7 separate regions of the Mus musculus genome follow, and regions 1, 2, 4, 5, 6 and 7 are each linked to region 3. Evidence: chromatin contacts called from public HiChIP or PLAC-seq and promoter capture Hi-C data. All regions are on one chromosome and are shown on one strand. The core of a region is the stretch at or near the end of the contact, and the rest is flanking DNA. Distances in the headings are between cores, read along the strand shown. Region 1 overlaps Nol4l (nucleolar protein 4-like). Region 2 holds the start of Nol4l (nucleolar protein 4-like). Region 3 holds the start of Tm9sf4 (transmembrane 9 superfamily protein member 4). Region 4 has its middle 48 kb from the start of Commd7. Region 5 has its middle 32 kb from the start of Nol4l. Region 6 has its middle 25 kb from the start of Commd7. Region 7 holds the start of Dnmt3b (DNA methyltransferase 3B).

Evidence for each region. Promoter capture Hi-C pulls out the DNA fragments that hold promoters and counts their contacts. HiChIP or PLAC-seq counts read pairs in DNA pulled down with a chosen protein or histone mark.
Region 1: a contact with region 3 is called in a promoter capture Hi-C map of trophoblast stem cells, with 4 times the contacts expected there. The contact joins the enhancer-like site here to the promoter of Tm9sf4 in region 3. A contact is called at or near these places in 19 of 39 promoter capture datasets (the 3T3-L1 cell line, 3T3-L1-derived adipocytes, the C10 cell line and 13 more), 15 of 484 Hi-C or Micro-C datasets (the AML12 cell line, the G1E-ER4 cell line, the N1E-115 cell line and 3 more), 19 of 115 datasets of contacts at active chromatin or transcription factors (DN3 thymocytes, the NIH/3T3 cell line, the SCID.adh cell line and 10 more) and 3 of 9 other capture datasets (adipose tissue, embryonic stem cells and pancreatic islet).
Region 2: a contact with region 3 is called in a promoter capture Hi-C map of embryonic stem cells, with 2.3 times the contacts expected there. The contact joins the promoter of Nol4l here to the promoter of Tm9sf4 in region 3. A contact is called at or near these places in 20 of 39 promoter capture datasets (the 3T3-L1 cell line, 3T3-L1-derived adipocytes, the C10 cell line and 10 more), 3 of 484 Hi-C or Micro-C datasets (natural killer cells and regulatory T cells), 6 of 115 datasets of contacts at active chromatin or transcription factors (DN3 thymocytes, bone marrow-derived macrophages, embryonic stem cells and 2 more) and 3 of 9 other capture datasets (embryonic stem cells, liver and macrophages).
Region 4: a contact with region 3 is called in an H3K27ac HiChIP or PLAC-seq map of embryonic stem cells, with 7 times the contacts expected there. The contact joins the enhancer-like site here to the promoter of Tm9sf4 in region 3. A contact is called at or near these places in 23 of 39 promoter capture datasets (the 3T3-L1 cell line, the C10 cell line, the HPC-7 cell line and 16 more), 1 of 15 datasets of contacts at CTCF or cohesin (embryonic stem cells), 53 of 484 Hi-C or Micro-C datasets (the 63-12 cell line, B cells, CD4 T cells and 24 more), 29 of 115 datasets of contacts at active chromatin or transcription factors (the SCID.adh cell line, astrocytes, effector CD8 T cells and 13 more) and 3 of 9 other capture datasets (adipose tissue, embryonic stem cells and liver).
Region 5: a contact with region 3 is called in an H3K4me3 HiChIP or PLAC-seq map of bone marrow-derived macrophages, with 4 times the contacts expected there. The contact joins the enhancer-like site here to the promoter of Tm9sf4 in region 3. A contact is called at or near these places in 16 of 39 promoter capture datasets (the 3T3-L1 cell line, the C10 cell line, the HPC-7 cell line and 13 more), 3 of 484 Hi-C or Micro-C datasets (cortical neurons, cumulus cells and embryonic stem cells), 12 of 115 datasets of contacts at active chromatin or transcription factors (the 230-238 cell line, the HPC-7 cell line, the SCID.adh cell line and 6 more) and 3 of 9 other capture datasets (adipose tissue, embryonic stem cells and liver).
Region 6: a promoter capture Hi-C map of the HPC-7 cell line shows a contact between it and region 3. The contact joins the enhancer-like site here to the promoter of Tm9sf4 in region 3. A contact is called at or near these places in 22 of 39 promoter capture datasets (the 3T3-L1 cell line, 3T3-L1-derived adipocytes, the C10 cell line and 16 more), 12 of 484 Hi-C or Micro-C datasets (B cells, the G1E-ER4 cell line, adipose-derived mesenchymal stem cells and 4 more), 16 of 115 datasets of contacts at active chromatin or transcription factors (the SCID.adh cell line, cardiomyocytes, embryonic hindbrain and 6 more) and 3 of 9 other capture datasets (adipose tissue, embryonic stem cells and liver).
Region 7: a contact with region 3 is called in a FOXA1 HiChIP or PLAC-seq map of pancreatic cancer cells. The contact joins the promoter of Dnmt3b here to the promoter of Tm9sf4 in region 3. A contact is called at or near these places in 19 of 39 promoter capture datasets (the 3T3-L1 cell line, the HPC-7 cell line, cranial neural crest and 12 more), 2 of 484 Hi-C or Micro-C datasets (CD4 T cells and pro-B cells), 10 of 115 datasets of contacts at active chromatin or transcription factors (effector CD8 T cells, embryonic stem cells, large pre-B cells and 4 more) and 2 of 9 other capture datasets (adipose tissue and liver).

The regions. Positions count from the first base shown.
Region 1 is chr2:153,475,038-153,478,067 of GRCm38.p6, forward strand. Nol4l (nucleolar protein 4-like) reads right to left here. Exons shown (of 11, transcript NM_001134300.2): 3 at 2,834-2,945. Among named protein-coding and RNA genes, the nearest start is that of Nol4l, 53 kb to the right of the region's middle. Within about 2 kb of position 1,529, at least 25 of the 459 cell types and tissues checked have an H3K27ac peak or open chromatin away from gene starts, as enhancers often do. A contact at or near this core is called in trophoblast stem cells, where this site is marked.
Region 2 is chr2:153,528,460-153,531,320 of GRCm38.p6, forward strand. Nol4l (nucleolar protein 4-like) reads right to left here and starts at 1,512. Exons shown (of 11, transcript NM_001134300.2): 1 at 983-1,512. The coding sequence starts at 1,303.
Region 3 is chr2:153,159,890-153,162,790 of GRCm38.p6, forward strand. It overlaps Tm9sf4 (transmembrane 9 superfamily protein member 4), which reads left to right and starts at 1,412. Exons shown (of 18, transcript NM_133847.3): 1 at 1,412-1,682. The coding sequence starts at 1,668.
Region 4 is chr2:153,583,224-153,586,382 of GRCm38.p6, forward strand. No RefSeq gene overlaps it. Among named protein-coding and RNA genes, the nearest start is that of Commd7, 48 kb to the right of the region's middle. Within about 2 kb of position 1,443, at least 42 of the 459 cell types and tissues checked have an H3K27ac peak or open chromatin away from gene starts, as enhancers often do. A contact at or near this core is called in the G1E-ER4 cell line, the HPC-7 cell line, the SCID.adh cell line and 2 more, where this site is marked.
Region 5 is chr2:153,559,952-153,563,192 of GRCm38.p6, forward strand. No RefSeq gene overlaps it. Among named protein-coding and RNA genes, the nearest start is that of Nol4l, 32 kb to the left of the region's middle. Within about 2 kb of position 1,415, at least 171 of the 459 cell types and tissues checked have an H3K27ac peak or open chromatin away from gene starts, as enhancers often do. A contact at or near this core is called in the 230-238 cell line, the HPC-7 cell line, the SCID.adh cell line and 7 more, where this site is marked.
Region 6 is chr2:153,606,648-153,609,772 of GRCm38.p6, forward strand. No RefSeq gene overlaps it. Among named protein-coding and RNA genes, the nearest start is that of Commd7, 25 kb to the right of the region's middle. Within about 2 kb of position 1,629, at least 150 of the 459 cell types and tissues checked have an H3K27ac peak or open chromatin away from gene starts, as enhancers often do. A contact at or near this core is called in 3T3-L1-derived adipocytes, B cells, the G1E-ER4 cell line and 8 more, where this site is marked.
Region 7 is chr2:153,647,773-153,650,748 of GRCm38.p6, forward strand. It overlaps Dnmt3b (DNA methyltransferase 3B), which reads left to right and starts at 1,677. Exons shown (of 23, transcript NM_001271744.1): 1 at 1,677-1,968.

The DNA.
Region 1 (3,030 bases), core at 279-2,778, 320 kb after region 3:
CACTGGAATTGGTAGGAGAGGTTGTGGTGTAGAGGCCCTGGAATCCAAGGACTGTCTTCCAGACTCGCTGCAGCTTGCTCTGTTTATGTTCCTTGTATAGAGTGGGGAGTTGGGGGCTGCTGGGCCTCACACTCTGCTGGGGACAAGCTGCTCACTGGGGCCACTCTGCTTCCTCCTTTTCTTTCCAGCATGAGGCCAGGAAGCAAGGCAGTCTCCCAGCAGCCCCAGAGGAGACTCCATCCTGTCCCCTCTCCCCCTCCCTCCCTACCTTCCTGGGACAGGAATAACAGGCCCTCTGGCCACAGGGAAGAAAGGGCTAGCAGGCAGTGGTGCAGCCCAAGGAAGCACTATGGGTAGAATTTGACCTTGGGCTCCTGCCAAGGACAAAGCTGACAAGGATTTGGGGGCTGATGCCTCAGACCATGGAGCAGGCAGGCGTTCTCTATGACAATCTAGAAGCCAATCTTTCCCTTTTAAATCTAGCATGTGGATGGGCCCCGGCTAGTGTGCTCAGGGTGGGGGTTGGGCACTTCTGACTTTACCTTTGCAACCTCTGGCTCAGAGTCTAGGGAAAAGGGGAAGCTATCTGGGCCTGAGCATCATAACCTAACAATGGGCCCATGTTCCCAAGGTATCCACAGAGCTCCAGGGCCCTGCACAATGGGCTCCTTTTCTATATCTGCATCACACAGCCCTGTGAGGAAGACATTCTTCCCACTCTGCTGAGAAAGGCGGTTCTGCTTCCCTCTCTTGGGAGTTGGAGAGGGAAACTGGGTGAGTGATTTCACCCAGCACCTCTTCAGGTCTTGGTTTCCTTGGCTGTATGCCAGGACTGACAGCTCATAGCGATTATGAGCAGGGGATTCTCAGAGAGGTTCCCTAGCCTGCTGTGGGATACACAGGTCCCCCTGGCCTGGGGCCCACTTTTCCATGGGTTGTGCTCTGATTTCCTCTCTGCAGTGGGAAGGTCAGCTGCCTGGGACTGAGGATAGGCAGGCACCTGTCCTCTTTCCTGTCAAGATAAGCACCAGGAGAGAGGCTCAAAACAGTCCTCAGGCTGGTTTATATTCTATTCAGTTCTGGGTTGTGAGCAACACCCTCCCCCCTTCTCCTCCTTTCTTGAGCTGAGGATGGGAAGGACCCTCCTAAGGTGGAGGCAGCCAGTGGAGAGAGGAAGCGCAATGCAGTTAGGCTGCCTGCACATAAGTCCCCAACCTGAGGACTTTGCAGCCTTTGGGGAGGAACACCTTCCCCACCATAGGAAACAGCAGGAAAGCCAGAAGGCTATAGTCCCCCAGAGCAGTCTTGCCTCTTCAGGCAGCAGTTTTGTTGTGCCTGACTCCTCCGGTTGCAATGGAAACAATTAGGGCAGAAATAGGAGGGGACCAGCATACTTAGGTGGGCAGGATCCAGGCAGCCAGCACCAGGGTCCAGACTTGCAGTTTGGGGCATAAGCAGAGAAAAGGGCCCCCAGGCCCATTTGCAGGCCAAGGATTATCTTGGCCTTGGGGCCAGGCCACGAGTAACAGTGACAAGCATCCCTTAGGGTCACTCTCCCATATTAGAGCCCTGGGCTAAGCTCAGGGATGACCTCTCAAGCCTTATCAGTCCTTGGAGTAGGGACCCTACTTACTCCGTGCACAGAGCTGAGACCCACACTCATACAGCCAAGCCTAGGAGCCTACTCTCAACAACAGAATCAGCATTAGCTCTGGACCTTCACACCTTGGAAGCTGTCTTACTACCTGCTAGGCAGCTACTGCTTAGAGGCTCCCAGGCAGCAAAGCCTCTCGATCTGGTGAATCAGCTGCTGTCATCAGCTGCTCAGGTGCTTGTTGCCTGTGTCCCTGTCACCGGGCTGTCACAGCATAGTCCACTTGTTCTCCCCAGGTGGGTGCCTGCCCTTAGAGGTCTACCTGAATAAGTGGCTTCCTGTCCACTCCTACTTTGTCCTCATGGTCAGACAACTGCCCCTACCCCTTTTGTCCTGTTGTGGCTCATAATTTGCAGGCCTGAAGCCAGGGGAGGCACAGTATGTCATGGGAAGGCCCAGAACCTTGATTAGTGTACCTCCCCAAGCCACAACACACTAAGCCACCCATGCCACCCATGATAACTATGGTCAAATGTTCTGGTCCGTGTTACAGTCAAAGCCAGCTGCAGGCAGACAAACTGATGGGCTGTGTAGGAAGATGTGGGAGGGGAACCCTTGATGGTCTCACTGGGCTGAACAGAGCAAAGGGCAGCTTCAGCTAATCACAAGTGGTCTGTCCATCTTCAGTACTAATCAGGCCTCACTGATCTGATGGGAGGTCACATGAGGCAGACCTTAGTGAGCATGCACCACTGGCAGGAGTTAAGGGCCAAAGGGTAAGAAGAACATGCCTCATGGGGTGTGTGTCTGTCTTCAGAGACCCAGATCCATGTGTACATGAGTGGACAACCAGCCCCAGGGGCAAGGTCAAGTGGCTAGGATGGAAGAACCCAGAGAACAGGAAGTTTGGCCACTTAGAATTAGGTGAGAGGAGAGGGGCTAGCCTAAGCCTTGAAGGGCAAGATGATGGGTTGTTGGTTCTAAGAGAAGCTTAACATTTACAAAACCAATAAAGAAGCACTGTGGTGGTACATACATAGTCTCAGCACTCGAGACACTACAGCAGGAGGATTGACAGCTTGGAGCCAGCCTGGGCTATATGGTGAGACTCTGTCTCAAAAATAAGTAAGCAAGCAAGTAATTAATAATTAGAAAGTTAAACAAATCCAAACAAGGCTCCTGAGGCAGTGCCACCACCCACATGGCCTCTGGAGGACCTGTCCGCTGCGTGGCCCCCACCTTTGGGCTCCGGGCCGCTGGAGTTAAAGTGCATCCTCTTCTGGCATTCCGTGCAGCTCATGAGGAACCGAGTCACAGCCTCTCTGGGGAGGAAGGCGTAGGTCTCCGCGATCTGCCAGAAAACAGTTTGCACATCATGTGCCATCTTGAAGGCAACTTAGTCGCCAACAACATTGAGGGGCCAATGGCCTCTCTTC
Region 2 (2,861 bases), core at 262-2,761, 370 kb after region 3:
GCAACGGAAAGTTCAAAGCTCAGCAGCGCCCCGAGAGCAGCCGCCCCCCCCCAGCCCCCACCCTCTGCAGAACAATGAGGTCCCGGAGGGGGGAGCCGCGGGGCCCAAGCCTCACGCCCTCTCGGGGCGCCCCGAACCGAAGGGGATGCCCCCGCCCGGCCACTGGCCACCAGCCTCCTTTCCCGGGGCTGCGGTTACCCGCCCCCCTCCCCAGCGCCAACCGGGCCAGCCTGAGAGACGGGGGAGGGGAGGGGATGAATAGGTCATGCCGCCCCCGTCCCAGGGTGGGGGGAGCGCGGGGCCCGGGGGGCGGCGGGGACGCCCCACCCACCCTTGGGAGGCTGCTCCTGCGCCAGGCTGCGGCTCTGGCTGCCCCTCCCCGGGCCAGTGCCGGGTGGGGTCGGGGCGACAGTGCCAGGGCTAGCCCCCTCCCCTAGTGCGGGGAGGCCCAGTGGACTCCCCGTCCCGCCGCTGCCCCTGCCTCCCCACCCCCGCAGCACCACCCTACACACACACACATAGATACACGCGCGCGCGCACACACACACACACACACACACGCACACACACACCGCCCAGCCGGCCCGGGGGCGGGAGCGCGAGGCGCCCGGGACAGGCGGCCTCCGGGCGGGAGGGGGGGAGGCTGGAGCTCCGTAGCAGCCGCCTGCTGGCTGGGGGGAAAGGGGGAGGGGAGGGGACGAGAGGACAGAACACGCTGGGGTGAGCAGCCCGGGACAGCCCGCCCGTCACGGCCATGGCCCGATCAGCGGCGCAGAGGGGGCAGGGACGCCCCAAACCCCGAGCGCTGCCCGGGCGGGCCAGGGAGGGCTAGTGAGCAGGGACACGCACGCCCCGGGTGGGCTAGACACACGGACAACCCCAGAAACACACCATTCGGACACACATCCACACCCCCACCCCGCCCCCGCCCTCCCCAATCCCGGCCACGGGACTAGCCCGCGGCCGCCGCGCGCGCACTCACCGAGCCCGTCTTGACCGGCACATACACCACTTGGCCCATCTTGGGTTCCCGGCCGCTGCCCAGGCGGAAGCCCTTGGAGCGCACCCAGAACTGGAACTTGCCTTTCTCGCCCGCCGCCGGGCCGCTGCCCGCGCCGGTCCCGCCGCCACCCTGCAGGACCTCGGCGATCCGCTGGTATTTGCTGCGTGTCACTGTCTTGGTTTTAGCCGAGTCGCCGTAGGTGCGCAGGCACCAGTCCCGGAACTGGCGGCCCAGCTCCGAGTCCCCGGGGCTGCGCTCGCGCTCCCAGCCCCCGCGCAGCAGCAGCGTCGGCTTCGGCATCCTCCCGCCGCGCCCGGCGCCCTCGGGGGCGGGCCGGCCACCGGGCCGCCCGGTGCTGGAACTGGGCTGGGCTGGGCCGGGCTGGGCAGGGGCGCGCCGCGGCCCGGGCTGTCCCGCGGTGTGGCTCTGGCGCGGCTGCTGGATGGGCGCGGGCGGCGGCCGGACGCGCGGGGCTGCGGCGCGCTCTGTCCTGCTCGGGCGGCGGCGGCGGCGGCGGCGGCGTTGGCGGCGGCGGCTCCGACTCGCCTCCTGCTCCGCCTCCTCCTCCCCCCGGCCGGGATGCAGGAGAGATGGAGGCAGCTCCGGGCCCGGAGGTGCAGAGGGGGCGGGCCGCCCCGCGGGCGGCCAGGGGAGGCGGGAGGCGGGGAGCGGCCCCGGGCACGGGGAGCGAGACCGAGCCTGGGCGCGGGCGGCAGCGGTGGCTGTCAGCTTGCGCGGCTCATCCTGCTCCTGCTCTGGCTCCGGCTGGGGCTCCCGCTGCTGCTGCTCTTCCTCCTCCTCCTCCTCCTCCTCCCGCGCCCGCCTCCACCACGCCGCGGGATCCCACCTGTTAGAGCGGCGCAGGCTGCGCCGCCGCCCGCCCCCCTCCCTCCCGCGCCCGCGCGCCCAGCCCCGCCCGGCCCGGCCCCTGGGGGCGCGGGGGCTGCTGCACCCGCAGCGGCCGGGAGGGCAGCAGCGGCAGGCGCGCGGTACCCAGCTAGGGATCGTGTTCCATCCGGCTGGTTCGGCCCACAGCCTGGAAGGCCGCACTCTGTCGGGACGGGCTGACTGTCCCGCAGGCAGTAGGGCACAGATCATAGCCCAGACACTGGCGTCCCCAGCCTCCCCGATTGGGTCGTCTTAGCCGAGGTAGCCCAACCCTGGCGGTGTGGGACAGGCTCCTCTCCTCACTCCTGCAATTGGCCTGACCGCTCTGGTGTCAGTATGGGTGCCAGAATAGGAATGTTCCCCCGGGGGGGGGACCCCAAGCCACCACCCTTTGGACCCCCAAACTTTCTCTCCTTCCACCTCATCTGAATTCCCCCAAGATTGGCCGGCCTTGCCTTAGTGTAGGTGGGGGTGGGTAGCCCCAGGCCCTATAGAAGTCACCTTGTCCGGTGGCCTTCCTGGTGCCAACCTCACTGAGCCTCTGAAGACCTTGAACACACCCACAAACCCATTCTGAGAAGCCTGACCTTCCCGGATGCACCTTGGCCTAGAATCCCTTGGAGAATAAACTTAGTGATCTCACACCCCCTCCCACCTGAGCAGATCTGACCAGTGTAGAACTTCCTCCTCCCCTATGAATTATAAGCATAAATAAAGGTTCAAGTCAATCCTCGAAGATTTCTGCCTTCCTTTCTTATCAGGGCATAAGAAATTACTGCATTATCCTTTCTGCTGTCCCCTGGCGGCCACCCCCATGTCATCAGGCCACTCTTACAGACACATTATCACTCAAGAGTTGAGTCCCAGAACAGGATCATTTTCTGCCTAAGAACTCCAAGGTGCCCATACCCGAGTCATTGAGACAATTGTGTGCCAGGCCCTGGCAGCTGTGAAGCCATCCCCATCTTAG
Region 3 (2,901 bases), core at 162-2,661:
CTTCAAGCCTCTTACAGCCTAGACACAGAAGTGGAAGACACTTATAATTCACTCTATTTGGTCAAAGCAAGTAACTTAACCCCAGCATTCAACAAGAGAAAAAAATTCACCTTTTGACAGGAGAACCAGTATGCTCATAACATGCAAGAAGGAGAGGCTTGTTAGTAGACATTTATGCAGAAAAAAATCCACCACGGTAGTAATCAGTACTGACCACAGTGGTGGTCAGAGCTCAGCTGTTCCTTGCCAAGGTGCAGAAGAGATAACTAAAAATCTTAAGACCAGTTTTGGCACAGTACTTAAGCAATGCTGAGTTTTCTGTTTAGCCCGTGGCTCTCTTTATGGCTCAGGATGGTCTTGAACTCACCATGCCTTCCTTCCTCAGCATCCTGAGCGCAAAAATTACCAGTGTGAGCCACTGAACACGGATAATGATAAAGATGATAGTAACGATGATGACTGAGGCAAGGTCTCACATGTCCCAGGATAACCATGAACTCTTCTTGCTGGACCTTCTGAGTTTGGGGATTACAAGTCCCAGTGCTAAAGATTAGGCAGGCTATCTGCTAAATTAACTATATCCTCAGAACTCATTACTACTCTCTTAACAGCTTTTTGGATCCATCTAAGAAGACCGCACTGGCTCTTTGTACACTTTACAGTGGTATATATGAACCAAACAGTCTTTCTCCATTATGATCCTTTGAGTCCTCCCCAGACCCTTTTAAGTCAATACTGGAAAGTTAAGTTTAAGATGGTTAAGTGACTTGCTTCAAGTCATACATTAAGCCAGTTAGAATGGAGAAGTCCACATTGAAAAATGTCTCCTTTCACTAAGTGTTCTGCTTTTCATTCACTCATTTAACAAAGCATATTGTTTGGGACACCTACCATATGTGTGAAGGAATGTACATACGTTATATAATGACAATTATTTATTGAATACTTTATATGATTGTGTCAGTGGATACTTAACATAAGCCAATTATAAAAATAATCTAGAGCTGGGCGTGGTGGCGCACGCCTTTAATCCCAGCACTCGGGAGGCAGAGGCAGGCGGATTTCTGAGTTCGAGGCCAGCCTGTCTCGGAAAACCAAAAAAAAAAAAAAAAAAAAAAAATCTAGAAATCTCTGCCCCATTTCACTGACGACAAAAACGCAGTGTAAGGGAAAGACAGAGTCCTACCTTCATAGTTATTACGGCCGATTAGTAAGACTATATTATAGTCAAATAAATATTTAAACATATAATTACAAATTACTCTAAATCAGAAGCTGTCAGAGAGGGTTTACCATGCTTTCCGTTTCACAATTAAGGTCCCGGGTAACCCTGGCAACGACTCTTTCTGCCAATACTAAAGAAAGCATCCAGGGAGCGCGCCTATTTCCACACACCCCCATTACCCACAATGCAAAAGGAGTAGGCGGAGGAGCGGGTCTGCCAGAAGTCAATATGGCTCCAATAGTTACACCGTACGTTCTCTTCACCTAGTCAGAGACCTCACTGCCAAGGCCAATCTGCCAAGGAGAAATTAAGCTTCTTTTACCTCCTCACTACTGCGACTACAGAAGAATCTGAAGCCAGGAGTCCCCTTAGTGGAGCTACACTCCGTAACCACAGAAGCACCACTTCCGCTGACGTCATCACGCCGACACGTGGATCCAAGATGGCGGCGGCGATGGTGAGTGAAGGAGACTCCGGGAACCGGAGCTGGAGCAGGGCCCCCCTGGATAGCCCAGGACCTTCCAGCGCCCCATGCCTGGTTCCCAGCCTCCTCCAGAACCCCTGCTCGGGTTACCCTTGACTGGGTCGGCCTCTACAAAGTCCCTTTCTCTAGCCTTGGCATGGCATCTAGGCTTGTCAGGGCCTGGAGTTTTAGGGGAGGTGCCGCTTGGAAGGAAGACTTCGGCTCATGCCTTCACGGTTCTCATTTCAGCTTTCGTTCCCGCCCCTTGTCACCCCTATTTCCCATTTCTTCCCCTCCAGGCTTTGTCTCCTCCCGAGAGGCCCCCGTTATTTCTGCCTTCGCTCCTCCTCCTCACGTTCATACCCAGCTCTCCACATACCCATCAGCCTAACCAGTCTGCGGGTGCCACCTTGCTCGCACCAGCCCGAGCCTTGTCCTTACCTGCACCCTCAGCGGTTCCCATAGCGCATCCCGCTTGATTGCTGCTGTACCAGGGCATCCCATGCCCATCATCCCATCCCCAGGCCCTGCCCTTCTCCTGCCTTTTCTGTCAAAATCTGTCTCTCCTAAAGTGCTTTTATCCGATTGGTTCTTAAACCCCACTGTGCACGGGGATCTTGGGTTGTTGGTGGGGAGGCATGTTTAAATAGTTTCCTGAGCATCACTCCCAAAGATTGCAATACCTTAGGCCATGCTCAGGAATCTATAGTCTCACAAACAGTCCTGTGTTTATAATGGAGGTGGTCCCTGGGTTACCGTTTAAAAACACCTCTGGCCCTGCCTGTCTGTATCCCCCTCCCACTCCACACAGCTCCTTACAGATAAAGGGTCACTATCATGAAGCTGACTAGAATTAAGTCTCTTTGTGGATGAGAGTGGAGGTAATATACCTGTGCCTGAAGGATGAGTCACTAGCTGACTTCTGTTTATCAACCACAGAATTAAGTTTTTGAAGGTCAGATTTTCTAAGAGAAGTTCACCTCAAATTCTGTTTGCCAAGAAATGAGAACAAAAGTCGAAAGTGAATTTTCCTGGGTGGTCTTGTACATTGCTGCCTCAGAAGATAAAATTAATTCCATCGTGGTAGTGAATGACAAGAAAGACTCAGAGAAAAAGCTTGTGACATTTGACTCTACTGAAGGAAAATTCTTGCTTAAGTTATTTGATGTTGGTTTTCTCTAAACAGGGCCAGGTTAATTCATGAAAGGAGTCT
Region 4 (3,159 bases), core at 193-2,692, 420 kb after region 3:
AAAAATGTGGGGAAGCAGCAAAATGCAGGGCCTGTCTCTGCACAGGAGCAATCGAGACAGGGACACACACACCCCCACCCCACCCCCGTGCGTGCGCGCTAGTAGCTTCCAAAGGGGAAAGCAGTCTCTTACAGTGGGACAGCTCGGCTTCAGTCCCATTCAACTGGAGGTTACCCGAGCTGGTCCAACCCAACTCAACCTGACCTGGGAGGGGGCCGAGAAGGAAGCTGAGCATCATGGGTACAAAGGTCGCAGCTCCACCGTCTCCTTGAGGTTTCAGCCAGGCAGCTGGCTGTGTCCACCCCACATTCTGGGGAGGGAAATAAGTATGGGAGGGTGACAGGGGACACTTTGAGGTGGTGGCCACCTCTGTGAGTGAGAGAGGCAGCTGCTCAGCCAAGAACTGGGGGCAGGGGCGCCTCCTGCGGCTAATTAAACTGAGCCGGTGATGAATCGGTAGAGGTTACAGCGTGCTAATTAAAGGTGCTGTATCTTGCCTGGCAAGGATGGAAGGCACCAGAAGCTCTGCAACCACAAGCAGGGCCAGGCCTGTGAGGCCTCCCACTGTGCAGGTTCTGGGTTGTCCTTCCCTTCTCCGCCCCTCCCCAGAGGGCCGGCCCCCTCCCCACTTCCCTATCTCTTCTGCCCACCTTGGGCCAGCCCTGCCTCCAACTTCCCCCGCCTTCCCACCACCCCAAATCCTCCCCAGATAAAGGCGAGCAGAGGCGAAGTAGAGCCTGTCGCCCTTAGCCTGAATCAGTGGTGGGTTCTGCGGGCGGGCGCTGTGTTGAGCCTCCGTGGAGCTCCTTTTAACCCCAATTCCTAATGTGTCACTGCTGAATTCAAGTGTAATAGGAACAAGGCCACCAAGACTTTTTTTTTTTTTTGAGACAGGGTTTCTCTGTGTAGCCCTGGCTGTCCTGGAATTCACTTTGTAGACCAGGCTGGCCTCGAACTCAGAAATCCTCCTGTTTTTGCCTCCCAAATGCTGGGATTAAAGGCGTGCACCACCATGCCCGGCTCGACTTCTAGAATCTTAACTACTTTTCTGTTTTGTTTTGTTTGGGGCTTTATTTCTATTAGAGAGACAGACAGACAGACAGACAGACAGACAGACAGGCAGGCAGGCAGGCAGACATGCAGAGAGTTAGTTCCCAAACACTCTAGCCTTAACAATACAGTCATGTCTGGGGAAAGTTAAACAAATGACCTCTGACCTTTGACCTTTGCACAGAGCAGGGAAAAAAGACTCCAAAGCACCCAGTCCTGCCCCAAGTTGGTTCCAGGCAGAGGTGTGGCTCAGTGGCTCCCCAGAGACTTGAGTTAGAGTCCAAGCCCGGCTCATTTGCCAATTATGTTAATTGGCAGGAGAAGCAGCTGCCCTGTGCCTTGACCTGTACCCCACCTGGAAGAGCCACTGAGACCGCAGCAAAGGAGACAACTCAGGTGAAACTAGTCCAGAGTCAGCTCCGACTGCTATGAGCCACTCTGACCTTCCAGCACCGGGATCATCTGGTTGGCCTGGCACCAGAACAATGCACCCCCACCCCCACCCCAAATCCAAAAGGCTGCAGCCTGTGTCCTGGAGAGGGTGATGAGAAGGGCAGGTGAGATAGCGCAGCTGGTTAAGAGCACTGACTGTTCTTCCAGGTGTTTTGAGTTCAATTCCCAGCAACCACATGGTGGCTCACAACCATCTGTAATGGGATCTGATGCCCTCTTCTGGGGTGTGTGACTGAAGACAGCTACAGTGTACTCATCTAAATATAAATAAATAAATAAATAAATAAATAAATAAATAAATAAATAAATAAATAAATAAATAAATAAATAAATAGCACTGGCTGTTCTACTGGAGTAAGTTAAGGTTCAACTCTTTTTTGTTTGTTTTGTTCTTTAGTTTTTGTTTTTGTTTGTTTGGGGTTTTTTGTTTTTGTTTTTTGTTTTTGTTTTTTGTTTTTTGTTTTTCGAGACAGGGTTTCTCTGTGTAGCCCTGGCTGTCCTGGAACTTACTCTGTAGACCAGGATGACCTCGAACTCAGAAATATGCCTGCCTCTGCCTCCCAAGTGCTGGGATCGAAGGTGTGCGCCACCACGCCCAGCTAAGGTTCAACTCTTAACACACAGTTCTGTTTAACTCGAATTCCAGGGAGACCCAATGCCCTGTTCTGATCAGCACACCAGACATGAGCATACATGCAGGAAGACCACTCATACACGTAAAATTCAATAAAATATTTCAAAGGATAAAATTTAGTTTGTTTTTTTTTTTTTTTAATTAAAAAGGTGACTGGCAGGATGGTGGCAGCATATGCCTCTAATCCCAACACTCCGGAGGCAGAAACAGGCAGATTTCTGAGCTGGAGACCAGCTTGGTCTACAGAGCAAATTCCAGGACACCCAGGGCTGACACAGGGAATCCTTGTCTCAAAAAACTAAAGACAAAATAGAGTGATTAGAGATGCTGAGTGGGGTGCTCATGAAGGGACTCTCCTGTGGAATGGGCTGCCGGATACAGAATTCAGCATTAGGCTTCACAAAGGAGACCAAGATGAACTTGGGACTCATTACTTCTCAGGGGACCCCAGTCTGGAATCAGAGAAAAAACAGTCACACATCTGGAGCTATGGGTCCAGGGTAGAGTGCTGGCTTGACATGTAGAAGGCCCTAGGCTCATCCCTAGCACCACAAAAGTGAACAAATTTAACTAAAAAGGAAAAGAAAAAAAAAATCCAGTGTAGAGACACACGATTATAATCTCAGCATCTGGTCGGCAGAGGCAAGGGGATAGGGGCTTCAGACCAGCCTTAGCTCCTTAGTAAGCTGAAGGCCAGTCTGAGCTGTAGTGACTCTGTCTCGACCCTCACCCAATGAAAGAACGCAGGCACAGGGAGGCTCTGGTGTCTCTATGCAAAGGCCTGAGTAGGAAGCGCTGCTGGTTTTGGAGGTCAGCTGCAAAACAGAAGGAAGGCAACTTTCTGACCTTGTTGGAGGGGGAAGCTGCTTTGTGGGTTCTGGGGGACACGGGCCTGATCACTCTAAGAAGCTCACAGACATCTGGAATTTCAGATACTGTGGTTTCAAGGACGGCAGGGTCCACAAATCCATTCATGTCTTTGAAGGGCTATGTTATCCCTCTTCATGGCCAGGCATACAGCT
Region 5 (3,241 bases), core at 165-2,664, 400 kb after region 3:
GGTGCCACACACACTCTCCGCTCTGCTTTCTTTAAACCCTGCACTGTCTACAGGAACACATCGTGCTACATCCTAGGCTTTCAAAGAAGAAAATCAAAGAGCAGAAAAACTGACTCAACCCCCTGAGGTCAGAGGCCGAACTCCTGGCTAACCATTGAACAGCACGGCCAGATAGCTTGGAGTGGTAAACGGGACTCCATAGCACTGTTGAGACAATGACAAGAGTCCACACAGCTTTTTTGCTGTGTGAACTTAGACAAGTCTCGTATCTCTCTGGCCTCAATTCTCCTGCCTACAAAATGAACATAAACAATCCTCACTAATACAGCTTCCACAAGAGGGAAGAAGGAAGGCTGGACCTCCTACAATAGGATGGGTAAGGTGATTTGGTGGTCTCAAGGCCCCTCCCCTCACAGGCGAAACAAAAACAAAAACAGAAAAACAAACAGAGCCAATCCTGCTAAAGGCAGTGGCAGCGTGGTGCCTCTTTGAGAGGACCTGGGTGACTGAGCCATAAACATCGTTCCTAAGGGAGCTCCAGCAACCACAGCGTGTAGCACTCCTGGAGAGGGTTGGCATTGTTGGTAGTTAGATTTGGTGTCCTGGGTCTGTGGCTAGCAGCTGAAGAGAGGGACATGCACGGGCCCAGTTGAGCCCTAAGTACTGGAAGTCTGGGCACACCCGCCCGCCCCCATACCTGCTATCACCGTCCCACCTGGCAAGGGGAATGGTGCTTCCCCTGAGACTCCCCTGGGCTGTGCCAGCCTCCTGGTGCTGACAAAGCCTCCTCCCCTGCCCCCAGAGACGAATGAGCCTGTGAGAGTGCCAACAGAGGGAGCTGGGGGCTGTGCCTAGGGCTCATGCCACCCGCCCCGACCTTCCCAAGGCGCCCATGTCTCCCCCTGCCCCTTGGCCGCGGCTGGGGCGCCAGCCCCGTTGCTATGGCTGCCGCTCTGAGGAAGCTGCAGCTGGGTAATTATTGCGAACATCCATCCTGCCTCCTGCCCGCCCCAGAGCTGGGTAGCTAGCTGGTGGCCAAGGCTAGGACAGCCCCTCCTGGGCTCCCCACTGGCCACACCCAGCTAGCCTGGCTAGGTGCCCACTGAAGAGGAAAGGAGGGAAGACAAGCCGACAGAACAGGAACCGACCGAAGGAGCCCCCAAACTCCTGCCCTCAGCCTAGCCCAGCCTCAGAGCTGACCAACCAGACTGGCTCTTATTTTTCCAGCTGCATATGAAGCCAGCCTGAAAGCCTCCAGGGGCGAAGGGAAGCTGTCCCTGCCTTTCCTGGGTAGGGGAGCCTGTGGGAGTGTAATGACTCTGGCCTCTCACACAGCGACTGTCCCACTGCACGAGGAGTCCCCTGGGGCCCCACTGCAGGGCTCTGCCACCTCCTCCGCCCCAGAAGCTCGCCCTGGCCCTGGTGTCTAAATATAGCTCAGTCTGGCTGTGCTTGAAGTCACACAGACTCCTAACTGCCCTGGGTGGCCATGTGGAGGGTAGTGAGGGATATCCATTCAGCTACCCCAGACCCATCTCAGGAGCGCAGAGGGCGCCAGGCACCCAGCTGGGCTTGGTGCACATGGGAAGCTGGGGGGTGGGGGCTCTTGCCTTTCACACAATCCCCTCCAGTCCTGCACAGATATGATTAAGAAATTCCCTCTTAAAGAGAAGGGGAGGTCTCCTCACCCAGTCTGGGGACAGCAGGAAAGGGGGAGGGGGAGCAGTGCCGCAGAAGGCTTGCCAGAAGCAAAAGGACAGGTCAGAGTAGAGGGAAGGACAGAATGGCCTAAGGGAAGAGACCCTGGGATGGTTTCCTGTGATAAGAGCGTGGGGTGTACCACAGCGGCACAAGGCTCTGGGACAGTAGCTGGGACAGAAGGCTGCAGAGCACAAGGACACTGCTTTTCTTCCCCTTGGCCTCACTGTGCTCTGCACCGCTGACCTTGGAGGGTGCTTGGCAGAGGAGGTGTGCCCGGATCCTAGTATCTAGGAGTTCCTGAGACAGGAGCAGTCCCAGGGGAAGTAGGGCAGGTGGCAGGGCAGGGTAGTGGGTCATAGAGAAAGAAGAAGAAGAAGAAGAAGAAGAAGAAGAAGAAGAAGAAGAAGAAGAAGAAGAAGAAGAAGAGGAGGAGGAGGAGGAGGAGGAGGAGGAGGAGGAGGAGGAGGAGGAGGAGGAGGAAGAGGAGGAGGAGGAGGAGGAGGAAACAGGACGTAGGGGCGAGAGGCTGCGTGCCCTCCCATCCCCCTCCGCGGTCACAATGCCACCTAGTTTTGTGTCAACTTGACCCAAGCTAGAGTCGTTTGGGAAGAGGGAACCTCAGTGGAGGAAATGCTGCCACCAGATCGCCTTGTGGGACATTTTCTTGAAGATGATTGTGCGAGGGAGCCTGCTTTATTGTGAGTAGTGCTACACCCAGGCAGGTGGCCCTGGGTTAAAAGAAAGCAGGCTGAGTGAGCCTGAGGAGTAAGCCATTAAGCAGCACTCCTCCGTGGCTTCTGCTCCAGTCCTGGCCTCCAGTTTCCACCCTAACTTCCTGCCCTGACTTCCCTCAATGATGGACTATAATCTGTGAGGCAACACAAACCCTCTCCTCCGCACGTTGCTTCTAGTCATGTGTTTCACAGCAAAACAAAAACCCTAACTAAGACAGTCCAGGGCCCCTCAGGGGGACATCTGCTGAAGGAGAGCTCAGGCTGGTGCACAGACAAACCTAGGGCAACTGTCCATTCAGTGGCGAAAATGGCTAGGGCCCCAGTCTTTGTCATAGGGGCATCTCAGTTTTGATGTTCTTTAGGTGTCTGTCACACTTGCAGTCACAGCAATCAATCTCCCCCAATGACTTTCCCATTCCACAGCTCAGGCTGCCTTCCACTAGCTGGACACTGGGACAGAAGGAGGGAAGTGTCACTCCCAGACTGGGAAACTGAGGCTTGTTGAGGTGAAGAGATTTATCCAGAAGAGGAGAGAGGAGAGGGATGGGCGTCAAGCGCCCATCACTGGGGTAGCAAAAGAGGAGAACATAAAACTCAAAACTCAGGCTGGAGAGATGGCTCAGTGGTTAAGAGCACTGACTGCTCTTCCAAAGGTTCTGAGTTCAAATCCCAGCAACCACATGGTGGCTCACAACCATCCGTAATGAGATCTGATGCCCTCTTCTGGAGTGTCTGAAGACAGCTACAGTGTACTTACAAATAATAAATAAAATAAGTCTTTAAAAAAACCAAAAAACTCAAAACTC
Region 6 (3,125 bases), core at 379-2,878, 450 kb after region 3:
TATGCACCCTGCTGTCTGCTACCGTTCCAAAGTCCAGGGGAAAGCTGGATGTGGTGGCGCACACTTTAATCCCAGCACTCAGAAGGCAGAGGCAGACAGAGCTCTATGAGCTTGAGGCCAGCCTGGTCTACTTAGCAAGGAACAAGATGCAGGCCAACCAAGGTTACATAGCAAGACCCTGTCTTACTGATGTAGGAATGAGTTATGCCCACAGTGGGTAGGACACTGAATCACAGCTAAGGGACAGATGAGACCCTCGGGACATCTATTCATTCACTCATTCAATAAATATTTATTCAAGTCAGGCATGGTGACTCATCCCAATACCAGGGAGGCTAAGCAAGAGGGTTGCTGTGACTTTGGGGTCAGCCTGGGCTGCAGAATGAATTTCAGAGTATGCTGAGCTACAGAGTGAGACTCGGACTCAGAAAGCAAATTTAAGCAGGAGGTGGTGGCGGCCCCTTTACTCGTAGCAGTTGTAAGGCAGAGACCAGTGGACCTCTGAGTTCAAGGCCAGCCTGGTCTACATAGTGAGTTCGTGAACAGCCAGGGCCACACAGGGAAACCTTGTCTCAAAAGACAACAAGAAAACAAACAAAAACAATAACAAAAAAATAAATAAAGCTAGAAGGACAGTGGCATATGCCTATAGTCTCAGTGTTGGAAGACCTGAAGTCTCAGTGTTGGAGGACCGGAAGTCTCAGTGTTGGAGGACCGGAAGTTCAAGGTCATACTTGGCTATTGTTCGGAAGCCAGCCTGAGTTACATGAGAGCCTGACTCTAAAAAACAAACGCCAAGCTCTGTGCTGGGGGAAGATGATAAAAGGGGATAAAGCCCTAGGACATGGCGGGGCCTGAGATGAGACAGACAAGCGGCCAGGGAAGTCCTTTTAGAGAAAAGGACAGTGGAGCTGAGCCTTGATAGTGAGGAGGAGTTTGCCCAGAGGGAGGCAGGGGGCGCACAGGTCAGAGCAGAGCTGAAGTACTGAAGTCACAGCACTGGACACCACACAGCCAGAAGCAGCAGGGCTGGACCTCCCAGTACTATCTAACAGAGAAACCGAGGCACAGAAGCAGGCTATGATATGACCCTGCAATAGTTAGAGCCTGCTGTCCTAACTGCCACTCGGGCTAGGCACCCAGCCCTTTGTTTCAATGGTCTTTCTTTATTCACATGGCCTGTAAGTTCACTGCACCCACTGGGCCTGGGCTCTGACACTGGGCAGTGAGCACCAGGGGTCACTAACTAGTACTCTAATAGGGAGTCAGATAAACTGGCTCCTAGTGTCTCTCAAGCAGGGCACAGTGCCCCAAACCTCCAAATACTGATGAAATCAGCGGCCCCTGTAGCTCCTTCAAACACACTGTTGCTTCTGGTCCTCACTGCTCCGTGCTGAGAGCCGCCTTCTGTAAACACCGGCCCAGGCAGTATTGAGAGTACTGCGTGCTTCCAAAGAGCCATGAGCCCAGGCCCTCATAACCTCCGCACCATAGCAAAGGCCATTCTGTAGCAATCTAGCTAAAGAGCCAGCTCAGCTCAGCCTTCCAAGACGCAAGCTTGTAGGGCAGTGTGTCAAATGTCCTTGGCAAACCCAGACGCTGTTACATGCCAGCTTGCCAGTCTACCTGACAGTGCCATACGCCTGTATCCAGCAACCACATGCCAAGCACCGCCCAGGGTAAGGGACCAAGCCCAGCTAGGGGAGGCGTTGGGGAACAGCGCTGGGCCTCCAGGCTTGGTTTATCAGCTCTCACAGAGGGCAGAAACCACACAGTCAGGAAATGGCAGGTGTGAGAAGAAGAGGAAGTATATGGGCTGAAGCCATGGCTCTTCCCCGTTCCCTGGTGACATCCCTGCCTCTTCTGGTGTCCAGGGCTTTTGAAGTGACCACAGCCCCAGACTCTGCCAAGGATGAACCGGAGGCAAAAGGGGAGCAGTAGCCGGGCAGTGGTGGCGCACGCCTTTAATCCCAGCACTTGGGAGGCAGAGGCAGGTGGATCTCTGAGTTCAAGGCCAGCCTGGTCTACAGAGTGAGTTCCAGGATAGCCAGGGCTACACAGAGAAACCCTGTCTCCAAAAAGGGGGGTGGGGTGGGGAGGGAGCAGCGAGCAACCTTGGGTTCAGTAACTAATACCATAAAAATAAGTGCCCAGGGGGTGGGTCGGTGGGAGGGTATGGGGGACTTTGGGATAGCATTGGAAATGTAAATGAGGAAAATACCTAATAAAAACAAAAAAGTGCCCAGTAAAGGGTAGGGAGAGGGACCTCACTTCCCCCTCTCCCTCCTCAGGAAAGATCTTTTCACAAGAAACGGGTGTCAGCTATGGGGCTCAATAGACCCAAACCCTAGGAAATGGAATGCCTAGTTAGGGAAGCAGGCGTGTTGAAGAATTAAGTACAGGGACAGAAGTCCCCACCAGAGCACTGTGGGCGAAACAAAGAGATGGTGACCTCCATGGGGAGGTCAGTATCTGTCACAACGCAAAGGAGGCTGAACAGGGAAAAGTGCAGTGACATCAGTTGCCACCCCCAGCCGTGCTGGCTATCCAGAAGGGCAGCGGACTGAGTCCCAACAGACGCACGTGCTTCTGCGGACTCACTCCTCCAGCCAAGGTCTACACTCATGGAAGTAGTCACCCCTGCCTGGCTCCTGGTCAGCATGAGTAGGGCCGGAGAGAGGAGTTGGCACACTGATTCAAAGGTAGTCCCCAAGGAAAGACTGGGGCCAGCTTCCAGGCCTGTGTATTTTTTTTTAGGTCTATCTATCTATCTATCTATCTATCTATCTATCTATCTATCTATCTATCTATCTATCTATCTATCTATCTATCTATCCAGACAGGATTTCATGTTGCCCAACCTGGCCTCAGATTTGCAAAGCTGGCCTTGAATCCCCAGTCGTCTTCTCTACACATCCCAAGGGTCAGGATTACAGGCATGCACCACTACTGCCACTCCTGGAACCTTTCATCTTGTTTTTCTGTCCCTTGGCTGGCAGGACAGGCCTCTTTCCAGAGACTTGGCACAAAATTCCAAGGCTTGGCCTGCTGACAAGGCGGTGGGAGGAGGCCTGCGCCAGAGACTCCTCCCCACTCCACTCTGAATTCATCGCCACTGCTGACCG
Region 7 (2,976 bases), core at 427-2,926, 490 kb after region 3:
CACAGCCACAGTCCAGTCTGGTGTGGAACTTGCTCTGTCACTGAGGTTGGCCTTAAATTCCTTAAACTCCCAAGTGCTGGGATTCTAGGTAGGATCCACCATGCTTTGATTCTCTTGACAGTTAGAGTCATTCCCAAGCGACAGACCAAGACCACCTGCTCATCCAGACTCTTTTAAGGCATCCTCTTTTGCACCAACTTCCGGACACACTTCAGAGCCCTGGCAGTCAAGACATTCCTGCGGTTCCTCTTCCCTAGGGGGCCAGGTCCAGGCCGGGCTGGGCTTTCTCTCCTTTTGTCTTTTGACCAGTCTACTCTTTTTTAAGTAGAAAAGGGCCCAGGAAGTGTTAAGACTTGAAGTTCCCCAAATAGTCGCCATTTGCCCATTTACTCACTAACCAGGAAGAAGGGCAGGAGGAAAGCTGTGTTTAACAGGAGTTAGAACCCCAGAGGCAAGAGACCTGTGGAGATTCATTCATTCATTCATTCAACCAACTTGTATTGAGTTAATTCCTTTTGATGCTAGCCTCCCTGTGGACCTGTGCTCCTAGAGAGATGTGGCTTCCAGTTTCCATCTAGATGGAAGATGGAAGCCACCTCTGCCCCGCTAGGAGATGCAGACAAGACTATACAAAACAATCTCAGATGGGTTTCAGTGTTATAGGATTTGAAGACTGTTCTGTTTGGTGATAAGAAAGCCTCTTCTTGTGACAGATCTGGGGAAACAAAGTCTGAAAGGAGGAAAGAGGCCAAAGCTTTCCTTAGAAGGACAATGCTTGGTGTGTAGGAGGAGCAGCAAAGCAGAAGAGGTTGGAGTGAAGTCAGGGAGCCAACAAAATAAAAGATCCGTGAAAGCTGAGCCTGCACGTGCTAGGCCTTGTATCGAGCCGAGCCTTTGCAATCATTCGATTTGTTTATCCCTTTAACATATATTTATTTAGTGTCTACTTTAGTGATCACCATCTAATGTATGGAGACAGACAAGCAGGAAAACAAATAAACATGAACGCCAGGTGCCTATCATAAGTATTTGTGTTTCTCCAGTGGTTCAGCGTGGGCCTTTTGGCCGAGGCAGCCCTAAGCTGCAGGGTAGGGCTCCTCCCCAGCTGGCACGAGGAACCCAGGTAGTTGGGGGAACATGTATGCTTTTTCTTCCTCCAAGGCCTCCTCTCCCCTCAAGATGGCTGACAAAGGCCAAGCTAGGTGAAAGCAGGAAGCAGAACGGGGGTCCCCAGCGGGTGACCCATAGGGCCACTACAGCGCCCTGGACAGCTTTGCAGCGGAGGGATGGTCGAAAAGCCAATGCAGGGTTGCTGTGTGACTCCAGCAGGAGCTCTTCCCTCTCTGGGCCGCTCATCCAGACCTGTGAATGTGCTTGTATGTGCGTGTGTGCATCTGATCTGGATTGGGGGACAGGAAAGGGGGTGTCTCAGGTGGAGAGGGCTGGGAGCTATCCGTGGGCTCTGGTCATCTAGGAGGGTGACCCGCAAGGCATAGGGGGCCCAGGGGAGGCTCCCGAGGAGGCAGGGCGAGGAAGCTCGGGAGGGATTTCAAATCTCCCTCGCCCGTCCCCTAGGCCCGGCCGGCCGGTGAGTGGCTGCGGCGGGGGCGCCCCCCGGGCGGGGGCGGGGCCAGGGCCGGGCCCGGGCTACAAGGGCAGCGGCGCCGCCCCCTCCCCACCCACTCCCGTGCGCGCCCGGCCCGTAGCGTCCTCGTCGCCGCCCCTCGTCTCGCAGCCGCAGCCCGCGTGGACGCTCTCGCCTGAGCGCCGCGGACTAGCCCGGGTGGCCCACTGGCGCGCGGGCGAGCGCACGGGCGCTCCAGTCCGGCAGCGCCGGGGTTAAGCGGCCCAAGTAAACGTAGCGCAGCGATCGGCGCCGGAGATTCGCGAACCCGACACTCCGCGCCGCCCGCCGGCCAGGACCCGCGGCGCGATCGCGGCGCCGCGCTACAGCCAGCCTCACGACAGGTGAGCGCCACGCGCCCCTCGTGGGCTGGGACCTGGTGGTTGGGGCTGTGTGGGTTCCGGGACGACAGGTCCCCTGGTGGCGCCTGGATGTTTGCCGGGGTTGGGGAGAACGGGGCGCGTGGCGCTTAGCGGGACGGGGACACGGGACTGGGCACGGGGACAGAGGAAGCGAAGTCCCCGCTGCACTCCGCCACTCTGAAGAGTTGAGGGAAGGAGACCTGCAGCAACTTTTCTGGAGTGTAGAGTTGAGAACACTTGGGAGCGGAGTGGGGCCCGAGCGGTGGCTGTCCCCGGGACCCAAAGTCCTTACCTAGCCCAGTTCTTACCCAGAGCCTCCTCGGGGAGGAAAGGCTGGGATGTAGAGGCAGAAGTTGTTTTGTCAATGTAGTAGTGGTTGTGGATCCGTTCTGACTTGGAACCTCGCACTCCCAGGTTGGGATGGCGCTCTGGGTACCGGCAAGTGGGGATGCTAGATGGGCGTTGTCCCCGGGGTCCTCCGGAGCGGAGCCTCTTGTGCTGCAGCGTTGCCGGCTGCTGGGAGGGGCTGGCTGAGCACACCTGGCCGGGGAGGAGCCAGCGGGGGGCGGTTCCTCACCTTGCCGGCTGCCCTAGGGGCTCACTTTCCATTCTTAGCCTTCTTCCGGGGTGAGGTGGCCCCACTACCTAGTCCATACACTGAGTCCTTAATTATAAAATGACCCTCTGCCTCCACTTCCTAGCGGTTAATCGTCCGTGCTTCAGGGATTGCTTAGGGATACCTGTGGAATCCGTCCAGGCTAGAGGTTGCAATCAAAGCGGAGACCTACTTACTGCGTTCCCAAGGTTGGACTGCACGGAGGGGAAGAGTTTCTTGCTCCAGTCTCACCTGTGGCAGCGGCAGTCCTGTGATCTCCATGCCTCTGCCTGTGATTCCCTGTGATTTCTGCTTTGCACTCGGAAGCATATGAATTAAAATGAATTAAGGCCTCAGTAGAGTGCTTCCGGACTTGTGGATGTTGTGGGCTTTGG